Linked DNA regions of Capra hircus: region 1 is linked to region 2. Evidence: chromatin contacts called from public Hi-C data. All regions are on one chromosome and are shown on one strand. Each heading gives the region's core, a stretch centred on a gene start, on an enhancer-like site or on the middle of the called end of the contact. The rest is flanking DNA. Distances are from core to core; before and after follow the strand shown.

Region 1 (5,883 bases), core at 1,588-4,087, 210 kb before region 2:
CCAGAGGGCGAGTGAAGGTCTCTGTTCCTGTCTGGGACCCTAGATCCACGAGCTTTCTGGAAGAGGCAGGGGAAAAAAAAATTTTTTTTTAAATCTGTGCTCCTGGCTGTTGAAATTCAGCATTCCTGAAATTTAGGGGATGAGCTGAGGGTGCTGACGCCCGAGCATCTCATCTTTCTGGTCAAGACTCACATACCCCAGCCAACGCACCTGCGCGCCCTTGGCAGGGAATACACCGTGAGAACTTGGGACCAGAGAGAGTGAGGGAGTGAGGTTCCGGCAGCAGCGCCCAGGGTGCAGGGTCTACTGTTCTAGGCGGACTCTTCGCCCGCCAGCCTGCTAGTCCCCGGTCGCAATTAGCCAAGAGCCCACTTCCCCAGCCAGAACTTTGCGGCGAAGTCTGCGGAACGCTTCTTTCTTCTCGGGCGATGAGCAACTTTCCTGCTCGTTTCAGCTTAAAGAGCTCTCCTTGCGTCAGAACTTTTGCCAAGTTCTGCACGCTTCTGCCTGAGACTGGAGAGCTCCCGCAACGCGCGCGCGCAGAGACACGCAGGGGCCACTCCGTCATTGTCTCTGCCGCGTGGCAGGTCGGTGTGGGCGGTGCCCACTGAACTGGTTTAGACATAGACGCCTCCAGTTATTTCTGTAGTCTGGGAGGAAATGACTTCCGGGTGTCCAGCACTGGTTGGGTGACCTTGGCCAGGTCTCCTCTCCAGGATCATTTTTCTATCTATAAAACCTGAATGTTCGTCTTAGGGCTGTGACTGGTTCCAAAGTCAGATTTTTGGATGGAATAGCGTTTTAGATTCCAGCAAAGCCCTGTGCAAACTCAAGGAAGTGATGATAATGAGGCTAATAACTGTTTATGGAAGCACCATTTACAATGATTCCTGGTTCCCAAAGCAAATCAATACAGGGTTCACTACTGCAGGTGAGTATTTGCTGAAAGAAACATTAAATGCGCCCTTTGAGATTTGGTGGGGAAAGGTGGGAAGCCCCAGATCGGAAGATAAAACATGCCTACTTCTCAAATGGGTGACAAAAGCAGTCGCGCCAGCCAATGCAGGGCGGCCTTGAGTTAGGTGAGGACTAGATCTAACGAAAAAAAAAAAAAAAAAAGGACGGTAGTAGAAGAAGGGGCCACCAAAAGACCTCAGGTGTATGGAAGCTCATAGTGCATGGAAGGGAGTGACCGACACTTTCCCATCTTTCTCTGACCAGGGAACCCGCAAGCAATTCTGGTTTATTTGATGGTTCGAGTCTTAAATGCCTGCCTTTCTTGTGCAATTTGGAGAGTTGATTTTAAAGTCCATGGAGCAGAGTAACCTTCCGTGCAGCTCAGAAGTCCAGCAGGGTTCTCCAGGGACTTGACGGCAGTCGGGACGTGCTGCGGTGCCGTGCCAAGTCCGCCGCAGAGGAAGGCACGCTGTTGTGCCTACAGATCGCACTGCCCCCACTGAAGCGTTAGGCGGCTCCAAACGCTGGCGGGAGAGGCTTCCCTGGAGAAAGTGCATTCTCGGGGCAACGGGCTCAGAGTTGATCGGCAACGTTTGGGCCCCGGCGGCCAGACTAGAGGAATGCCCTGCAGAGCGTCGGTGCCCATCGCCCCACCGAGTGACGCCCAGGCGTCAGCCCGTTTTTCGCGCACACCCGGTGCGTAGAGACGCACAGCCGCTCCTACTCTCGAGGGAAGGCTCTCTCCTCGGTTTACCAAGGCCAAAGGCCAAGGCCACGCGGATTCCTGAGACCGCGGACGCGGTGTAAGGACTTTGAGTCCAGGTCCCTTCCTGTCGACGAGACGGTGGGTGGGGAACCCAAATCCCCTCTTCTTGGCTGCGCCTTTAGCTTGATTTAGGGAAAATGCTGGACCCCCAAAGGGTAGGCAAGTGCTGAGTTCACTGGAGATCGGAGGTCGCGTCCAGCCTCCTGGGCTGGCGCTGCTTGGCTCTCCAGCTGCGTGGGGGCGGCGGACCCCTGCCAAGCCCCTGGGGGGCGGAGAAGAGGCAGCTGCGAGCGCGGATAACCCCGAGGTGACCCGGGCGGGCCCGGCCCTCCCCTTACCCCTCCCGCAGGCCAGGCGGCTGGTAGCGGGTCCCCGAGCTGCAGGGGGGAGAGGGAGGCGCGGGCTCCGGGCGCCGCGGCTGTCAGTGCGCTCCTACCCGGGGCGCCGCCGGCTCCACGTCCCTCGCTCGCCTCCTGCGCTCGCCGGAGCGCTCCGAGTGCCTCTTTAGCAGGAGCCAATATCCTTTTGTGCTAATAGGCTTGTCCTCATTTGCTGCCTAATTGGACTATATAAAGCCAATAACAGGCGGGCTCTTATAGCCCGAAGCCAAAGCGCCAAAATCCGAGGCAAGGCGAAGAGGGGGCGGTGGCGCAGGCGGCTGCGGGGCCCGGCTCGGGCTGCGCCTTCGCCTGCCTAATCCCATTTGCCATTGTACGCGCCCAATCGCCGTATACTCCCCGCATTTAACTTGGATGACATTTTGATTTCATCATTAGCATCCGGCGCCGGATTGACGCAGCCCCAAGCCGGGGACTGCTCTTGCCGCCTCCTCCCCAGGAGCCGCAGCCGCCGCCGCCGCCGCCGAGCCGCCTCGCTCCCTCGGTGCCGCGGCAGGGCCGCTCCCCGCCCCTCGGCACCCCTCCCCCATGCGAGCCCGCCCCGGCCGGGCCCTCACCCCGCCCTCCTGCCGCTGGATTTGCGCCTGGGGCGGCCCCCGACTTTGCGCCCCGTAGTTGAGTTCCGTTTATGGTCTGATTTCCGGCGCCCGTCCGCTCGCCCAGCCGCCCGCCTGTCCCGCTCCCTCCCTCCCGGGGACTCGGAGGAGAGGGGACCATGCCTGAGCCCGGGCCGGACGCCCCCGGCACCGCTAGCGCGCAGCCCCCACCGCCGCCGCCCCCGCCTCCCGCGCCCAAGGAGTCCCCGTTCTCCATCAAGAACCTACTCAACGGAGACCACCATCGGCCGCCCCCTAAGCCGCAGCCGCCCCCACGGACGCTCTTCGCTCCGGCCTCAGCCGCCGCCGCCGCCGCCGCCGCTGCGGCCGCTGCGGCCAAGGGAGCCCTGGAGGGAGCCGCGGGCTTCGCGCTCTCGCAGGTGGGCGACCTGGCTTTCCCCCGCTTTGAGATCCCGGCGCAGAGGTTTGCCCTGCCCGCGCACTACCTGGAGCGCTCCCCGGCCTGGTGGTACCCCTACACCCTGACCCCCGCCGGCAGCCACCTCCCGCGACCTGAAGGTACCGACCTCTCTTTGAACTTTCGTTGTCTTCCCCCACAAGCCTTTCAGCACTGCGCCCCATCGCAGCCCTGGGACCACCCTCCCACCCCCGACCTGCATTGCAACCCACAAACGCGCTTGTTTGGCCAACTTTCTCCGTCCCCTAACTTGGAACTCCTGCCCGCGCGCTCTGTTGCGCTGCCCAGGAATCCAATCCCACTTGGTGAGAAAAGAAGTGGAATTGGAGCGCCGGCATGGCGCTCCCTGGGAACAGGGATCTCGGGCACCAATGGGGAGGAGGCTTCAGGCGGCTGGGACAAGGGGAACCTGGTCTGGATGAAGGGAGTGACCCGGGGGGGGGGAGGTGCCTAAACTGGAGGCGAATCTGTCCGCGGGCCCCTGGTGGGGGAACTGAGGGAAAGAAACCGGCCACGCCGCCGTCTCCGGGTCGCTCCAGCCTGTCCCTGGGAGAAGGTCGGATGTCGGGGCGCGGGGCCCCTCTTCTGGCCCAGCCGGGAAGGAGGCCCTCGGGAATGGTGAGGCCTCGAGGCCTGGAGCCCGGAGGCTGTCGCGGCGTGAGCCTGCGGCCCCCCCCCAGGCGCCAGGCCTCGCTGAAGGCTGTGTCCTTGTGCGTGTGTGTGTGTGTGACTGTGCGTCCGTCTGTCTGTCTCTCTCCAGCCTCGGAGAAGGCCCTGTTGCGAGACTCCTCCCCCGCCTCGGGCACCGATCGCGACTCCCCCGAGCCGTTGCTGAAGGCCGACCCAGACCATAAGGAGCTGGACTCCAAGAGCCCAGACGAGATCATTCTGGAGGAGAGCGATTCGGAGGAAGGCAAGAAGGAGGGCGAGGCGGCGCCGGGCGCGGCCGGGGCGAGTGTGGGGGCTGCGGCGGCGGCGGCGGCGACGCCGGGCACCGAGGACTGGAAGAAGGGCGCCGAGAGCCCAGAGAAGAAGCCCGCGTGCCGCAAGAAGAAGACGCGCACGGTCTTCTCGCGCAGCCAGGTCTTCCAGCTCGAGTCCACCTTCGACATGAAGCGCTACCTGAGCAGCTCAGAGCGCGCCGGCCTGGCCGCGTCCCTGCACCTCACCGAGACGCAGGTCAAGATCTGGTTCCAGAACCGCCGCAACAAGTGGAAGCGGCAGCTGGCGGCCGAGCTGGAGGCGGCCAACCTGAGCCACGCCGCGGCGCAGCGCATCGTGCGCGTGCCCATCCTCTACCACGAGAACTCGGCCGCCGAGGGCGCAGCGGCCGCGGCCGCGGGGGCCCCGGTGCCGGTCAGCCAGCCGCTGCTCACCTTCCCGCACCCCGTGTACTACTCGCACCCGGTAGTCTCGTCCGTGCCGCTGCTCCGGCCCGTCTGAGGCCCGAGAGGGGAGGAGAAGGGAGCGCCCGGCCCTCTTCCCAGACCCCGGAGGAGACTGGGCCGGGCAGAGGGCGCCGAGACGTCCAGCGGCCTTCGGGAACCGGGGCTCCGGCGCGCGGCCCCGGCCTCCCCTCCCCAAGTCGGTAGCGTTTTTTTGTAAGTATTTGCAATGCATTTTCGTGCAATTCACCCCTAATGGATTTGAGGCGCTTCCCCTCTTACTTTTGGTTTCGGTTTATATTAAGAGAAAGCAAGAAAGAGACATTTCCAGGTCAAATATTTCAGCTGGAAGCTTTTGTAAAATGTGCGATCCTCTCACCCCCCCACCCCCACCCCCACCTGCACCCCCACCCCTACCCCCAGATTCTCATTGCGCTGTGACTTTTTGGGTTTATTTTTATACAAGGAAAGTAAACGCAAAGCCTGAACCCTCAGTTTATTCATTTTCTAAAGAACTATTTTCAGAAGTCGAGAGGGAGACAGAGAGAATTCACCTTGTACTTTTATTCTGGATCTCTGGGTGTGGCTGTTCCCCTTCACTCCCAATCAATTATTCCCCAATTTTCAGAATCTGAGCAGCTTCTCATAAGAACCCAGACTCAGGCCACTTTTCTCTCTCCTCTCTCCGGCAGAGGTCTGTTGCAGTTCACCTCTTCATCAGTCCCTTTTTGTGATGGATGAATTCTCTAAGTGTTTAAAGGGAAAGGACAAGATAGCCCACAATCAGACTTCTGATTGTTGAAACACCCTCACATCTGGCCTGGTGTGAATGGTCTTATTTATTAGTAGCCTCTGTTTGGGAAATTTCATTTGTTGGTAAATTATTATTAATATTCCTATTGTTACTTTGTTCCTTGTTTTGAGAGAGTGATTTCAATATTGAAAAAACCCAAACAAACCTATTTTTTTATCCTCTCCCCCTACCTTTTTGTTCTGCAGTAACTGTTGTAGTTTTGACCTGTGCAATATTGTACAGAATTTCCTGAGAGCCCTGCTTCTTCCTCTGCGGAAAGAAGCAGACGTTTTCAATGTCTAGTCCCAGTCAATCGTTTATGAGGAGGAAATTAAGAAGGAGAAAAGGCGGAAGGAAGGAAACAAGGATAGGTAGCTATGTTCGAAGGAGTAAGATAGGCATACTGGAGCGCTTTAAGTGAAGGACAATCAATTTAGGAGAATTTTAACTTATTTGATAAATGTACAGATTCTTGTAAAGTTCACCCTCAACTCCTCAGGGCTCCTGGCTCTGCCACCCAACCTTTTTCTTTTCTGTTGGCTACACCTGTTGTTCCGCGGTAGTTTGTCC
Region 2 (5,781 bases), core at 793-3,292:
TAGGTCTGAGTTGTGAAAATCCTGACCTGGGTAATTACAGTGCATAATGCTGTAATTAATGGCTTTAGAAAATCTGTTTTGAAAAATTAGATTCTTTCTGTGACTGTCATGAGCAATGACACCATGCTGGTGGAGGGACCTTCGTGGCTATTTCTAACTGATTGTCCTTAACCACCTGGAGGGGAGGAGTAGCTGCCCCACAGACCACCTGACTGTCAGGACAGAGAGCATCTCTAAGTCACAGTGTCATCTTTCTAGCAAAAGGGGAGTGATGATAAATGTCATTCTGCCTGGGTCTCACCTGAAAAGCCAGGCAGTGGACACCTTCATCCTACAACAGGAATCAGCCCCAGGGCGTGTGTAGGTGACTCATGCCTGTAGGTGCTGAAGGGCAAACATGTTCCAACATGTCTCTGCTTTTGAAGAGTGCCCAGCAATTTGTTCCCTGGTTTCCTTGGTGGCTCAGGTGGTGAAGAGTCTGCCTGCAATGCAGGAGACCATGGTTCAGTTCCTGGGTCAGGAAGATCCCCTGGAGAAGGAGATGGCAACCCACTCGAGTATTCTTGCCTGGAAAATCCCATTAATGGAGGAGCCTGGTGGGCTACAGTCCGTGGGATGCAAGAGCTGGACATGTCTGAGCAGCTAACACACACAGTCATTCATTCAGGGCTTCCCTGGTGGCTCAGTGGTAGAGAATCCATCTGCAATGCAGGAGACATGGGTTCGATCCCTGGTCCAGGGGATCCCTGGAGAAAGAAATGGCAACCCACACCAGTATTCTTGCCTGGAAAATCCCATGGACAGAGGAGTATGGAGGGCTACAGTCCATGAGCTTGCAAGAGTCAGACACGACTAAACCACAACCACAACCAACCACAACCAGCCATTCATTCATTTTGAAAAGGTAGTTTTTGGGCTCCTGCTGACTCCCAGGCTCTATGAGAGAGTTCCTGCCCTGGGGTTGCTTCTTGGTGGTAGGAGAGGCTGGCCGAGGAACACACACTGAGCTCTAAGTGTGGGTACAGGGTGTGCATGGCCTCGTCTCCATCCTGAGCACCGCCCAGACCTGAGAGAGTGGCCCCTGGCCCCTCAGATATCCAGAGCCAGGGAGGTTGAGCCAAGTTGGGAGAGAAAGAGGAGGATGGGGGTAATTTCAGTATTTCTAAATCCCTAATGGTCAGCCCACATTTCCTGCTGGTAAGGGGGTACACACTGGTGGACATGTTATTAAAAAAAAGTTGAAGGCTGAAAGTATGTTAATTCAGTTTAGTCAGATGGGTGACCCCCATCTGGATCCTAGTTTCAGAAGGCGTGTTGTACACATAGCTTTTCAAAGGATCATATCAGATGGCTAATTTTTCAAGGCAAAGCTGCCATGACTGTGGATGGGGCACATCCACGTGTCTCTACTGGAGCTCTCCCTTCTCTGAATTGGACAAGAATCGGAAGAAACCAGACCTGCTTCAGAGGAGGCACAGAGACTGCTGGAGAGAGAGCTCAGCCCATCAGGGGCTGGGAGAAGGGGTCAGCTCAGGGCCGCAGGCGCTTCCATCGCGGCCTCTTGTGTGTGTGTTACCACCAGATCCATGCTGTCTGGCGCCCTCAGCTACACGCCTGTGGTTACAGCACCTCAGTGACGCTCAGGACTCCCCAGGCTTGGGCTTCCCAGGGGGCGCAGTGGTAAAGAACCTGCCTGCCAACGCAGGGGACACAAGAGATGCGGGTTCGATCCCTGGGTCAAGAAGGTCCCCTGGAGAAGGCAATGGCAACCCATCGAGAATTCCATGGACAGAGGAACCTGGGGGCTACAGTCCACGGGGCACAAAGAGTCGGACGCGACTGAGCGACTGAGCGCACACACGTACGCAGAAGCCTCACCCACGATGCTCCGCTCTCCGCTCATCCCAGCCCCTGCTCCTGGATGATCCCCAGAAGCCTTCAATTCTCAGTCCAAAGGTCACCCCTCCCCTGGTCTACCTGTGCCCCGAGCCCTGCCCCAGGCATCCTGGATGTTCTGAGAAGCTGTTGCAGACAGCTGCTCTTAAGACGCGCCTTCCTGCGGTGTGCACACGCTGTCTGGGCAGCGCGGGTGTCAGACGTGTGCTGATGTCTTCCAGCAATGCCTGGGTCACAGCTGTAAGGCCGCTGTGAGCCGTGTTTCCAAGCCATTTGGGAGCTAGTGAACCACCAGGCTGACGTGTGGCATGGAGTCCCTTTTCTTTCTAAAAATAATGAGGAATCAAGCATGAGCAGTTAAATCCCCCTCATACACGTGGTCCCACTGTTTCTGCCTGGGCATCCTCATCTTTTTTTAAAAAATATAAACTTGATATATTTTCAGACCATGATGCCTAAACAACCTGTGACTATTAGGAAACCCTTGGTCACAGCTGACTGGCACTCAGGAGGCAATGCTTTTGTGTGATGAACTTAATTTTTCACTTTTAAGTTAGCTGTTTTGGCATGGTATGGACAAAACTCCAGGAAAGGCAAGAACTGAGTCTTGAACGACCTTCTGCCCTGACGCAAGCAGCTTTGGTGATTTCAGGGTTCTGGGCTGTGTCAGTGAATGGCTGGTTTGATCGTAAGTCCTCCTTGTCCAGACAGAAATACTCACGGGGGAAGACTCAGGAAAAGGACCCATTTGTTCAGACTAGCAGCCGGTGATCCAGTTCAGTTCAGTTCAGTCGCTCAATCGTGTCTGACTCTTTGCGACCCCATGGACTGCAAGCAGGTGCCCGAGTTAATATGGACCACCATCTAAATTCTCCTTTTACAGGAGGACATGCTATAGATGGAAGCAGACCAACAGATACCTTTGACGTAAGGACAGAATCCCTCCCATAGGCTACTATGAGCAAACTCAAGATTCTCGCTAAGATAAACGGAAGTGATGAGTCACCACGAGGCTTCGTTGTACATGTTTCCTGAGAGGGGTGGCGGTCTGCTGTGATTATTGGTTGTGCATCCAGCATCCTTTCCTTTCCTTTTGTGGAAATAGTCTCTCCTCTAGGGACCCCCTTCTCCACACTCCCTGAAGTCCTAGTGGGGCTGGGACCCCTTGAGTGCTGCCCCCTCCTGGCCACAGGGGGAAGTACATGACCCAGGAGGTCCAGCTGTGGCACCGTACCCTTCTGACAGGTGATGGATCCCAGCAGGGGACGTGTGAGTAAAGCTGGTTGCCCCAAGGTCCTGCCCCAGCGCTGATACAAAAATGGGAGAAAAGAGAACTCTGTCTGTCTCTCTCTGTCAGGCTAGCTTAGCTGGGGCTGCTGGGGGTCGTGTTCCCCACTTGTGGTGGGGGGACCATGTGTGGCGGGAGTGAGGAGGGGTAGGGAGAGGCTGGCTGGGGGTGTTAGGATGGAGAGAGGTACAAAGGAAGACACACAGAAGCCAAGGAAGCCCCTCCAGCCGTCCTCACCCCTCCAGCCGCACACGTCTGGGGTGCACACAGTCCCCAAGGTACCCGTTCTTTTTTCATTTGAGTGTGCTGCTGCTGCTAAGTCGCTTCAGTCTTGTCCGACTCTGTGCGGCCCCATGGACTGTAGCCCTCCAGGCTTCCTCTGTCCATGGTATTCTCCAGGCAAGGATACTGGAGTGGGCTCCTCCAGGGGATCTTCCCAACCCAGGGATCGAACCCATGTCTCTTACGTCTCCTGCATTGGCAGGTGAGTTCTTTACCACTAGCGCCGCCTGGGAAGCTGTGTTTTTTTCCCCTCGGTGATTTTTAAAAATTAATTTTTATTGGAGTGTAGTTGCTTTACAATGTTGTGTTAGTTTCTGCTGTACAGGGAAATGAATCAGCCAGACATGTGCACATAGCCCCTCCCCTTTTGGACTTCCTCCCCATTTGGTCACCACAGTGCATTAAATAGTTCCCTGTGCTATGCAGTATGCTCTTATTAGTTATTTATTTTATATATAGTATCAATAGTGTATAATTATATATATATCAATTCCAGTCCCATAGTACCAATAGTGTATATATATTCATCCCATCCCCCCTTCCTTCTCCCCCTCAATGTACTGATTCTTTAGCACACACTTAATTTTTATATTACCCCCCAATATTCCCTGTACTCTCATAGACCTTTATTTGCACAGTCATTTGAAGAAGGCTGTGCTCACTTGAGAACAAAGGAGTTACTAATCTGAAGAGGGAAGTCACAAAACAGAAAATGTCTTTGACTTGGAACATGTCACAGACACCTTCGGAAGGGATACAGTGCTCCAAAGATTCCAGAGCATCCGTGTTGGAAAGGACCAGAGCTGTGCCTCCTATACAGCAGCTTCGTGGGATTTAAAAGATAGTTCTTGAAAACAATTTATTGGTCATAGCAATGGGGAAAGGTGGCTGAATGAAGTTGTTTAACCAGCTTCTTCACTGCAGGACTTCTCAGAGCCTTTACAGTGCTAAGAAGTGTGAGTCTGCAAGAGGAATAGAGAATGCAATGTTTCTTAAAACATTCAAACATGAGAGTCTTTTATTCATTTATTTTTGTCCACACGACGTGTGGGATCTTAGTTTCCTGACCAGGGATTGAACCTGTGCTCCCTGCCGTGGAATTGTCAAGTCTTAACTGCTGGACCCCCAGGAAATCCCTAAACATAAGAGCCTTTTAAAATTCATGAGCTCTGCACAATCGTAATGTAGCTCAAGTCAGTACATTAGTGGCTGAGACATGGATTTTGAAGCTACACAGCTAGAACATAGCTATTGTCTGATCTGGAAACTGGGGCCCTGTAAGAGCCTTTCACCTTTTCTCTTGCAAATGCGTTGCAGAAAAGCAAGATCTAGACTTGACAAGGAATGCCTGGCTGCCAAGACCCTGGCTCTGAGCAAAGGTGGTATGTGTCTCTGGCAACGACAGGAGAGCATTGGCTGGAGCCCAGGATAGCCAGGTCTAAAACGGATTTCAGCAGTACCTGCTCATCTCATGCTAACAGCGTTCTAGCAGCATGGTGGGCCCCAGGAGAGCACGGTCTAGTGATGTATGGCCACTGTTACGGCACCCTGTTGGCCAAATGTCTGTGATGGTGATGGACATTCATCTGGGAGGTCATCACCACAGGCATTGGAAATGCCCCCTAATTTTAGGAACACTAAATAATTCATATTGGCCACTGAGAAAAAATTCAGGGCCAGTCTGTATTAATTTGCCCAAAGTGAACTTTGACTTATTACTGTTGTGGTTGTCTGCTGCTGTGGAACATTAGAGCAAAACAGTGGGATGGTTTTTCTGTTTGTTCTCCTGCAGGCGAGAAATTAGGAGACCCCTTGTGATGGTGCTTCTTGTCGTTCAGTCACTCAGTCGTGTCTGGCTCTTTGCAACCCCATTGACTGACTAAACTGCTGTTCAAATCAGGAAAACACTAGTGCAGAACCCAGGGTGTTTTTTCTAAAAGAGAAAATAAAAGATTAAAATTTTTGAGTCAATATTTCTCAATGTACTACTTATATTTATGCATAAATGTGTATGCAGTTCATTGGTGGTGTCCTAAGATGGTTATTTGAATGTTTCTTTAGAGTTTCTAGATAGAGGCCAGAAAGGCCGTTAGAGTTGGGAAAGTTCCAGTTTAGTGGCCCTGATGCCATTCCCTAACAGTTTTCAGGAGTGGATCTGAATCCATTGGCCAGAACATCCATCATAAAAGGGCCAAGAAGACAAGGACCATCTTGGGGGCCCACATGGAAGTCAGAAGCCTTATATGGAATAGGAGCGACCTATGGCTGGATAGCACCGAAGAACTGATGCTTTCAAATTGTGGTGCTGGAGAAGA

The links. Hi-C and Micro-C count contacts between places; a contact is called where the count stands out from the background.
Region 1: a Hi-C map of blood shows a contact between it and region 2, with 2.6 times the contacts expected there. The contact joins the promoter of HMX3 here to the enhancer-like site in region 2. A contact is called at or near these places in 2 of 5 Hi-C or Micro-C datasets (both in blood).

Annotation. Positions count from the first base shown.
Region 1 is chr26:9,097,982-9,103,864 of ARS1.2, reverse strand. HMX3 (homeobox protein HMX3) reads left to right here and starts at 2,837. Exons shown (of 2, transcript XM_018041734.1): 1 at 2,837-3,236; 2 at 3,896-4,857. The coding sequence starts at 2,837. The coding sequence ends at 4,578.
Region 2 is chr26:8,882,657-8,888,437 of ARS1.2, reverse strand. No RefSeq gene overlaps it. Among named protein-coding and RNA genes, the nearest start is that of TRNAG-GCC, 120 kb to the left of the region's middle. Within about 2 kb of position 2,042, at least 1 of the 5 cell types and tissues checked has an H3K27ac peak or open chromatin away from gene starts, as enhancers often do.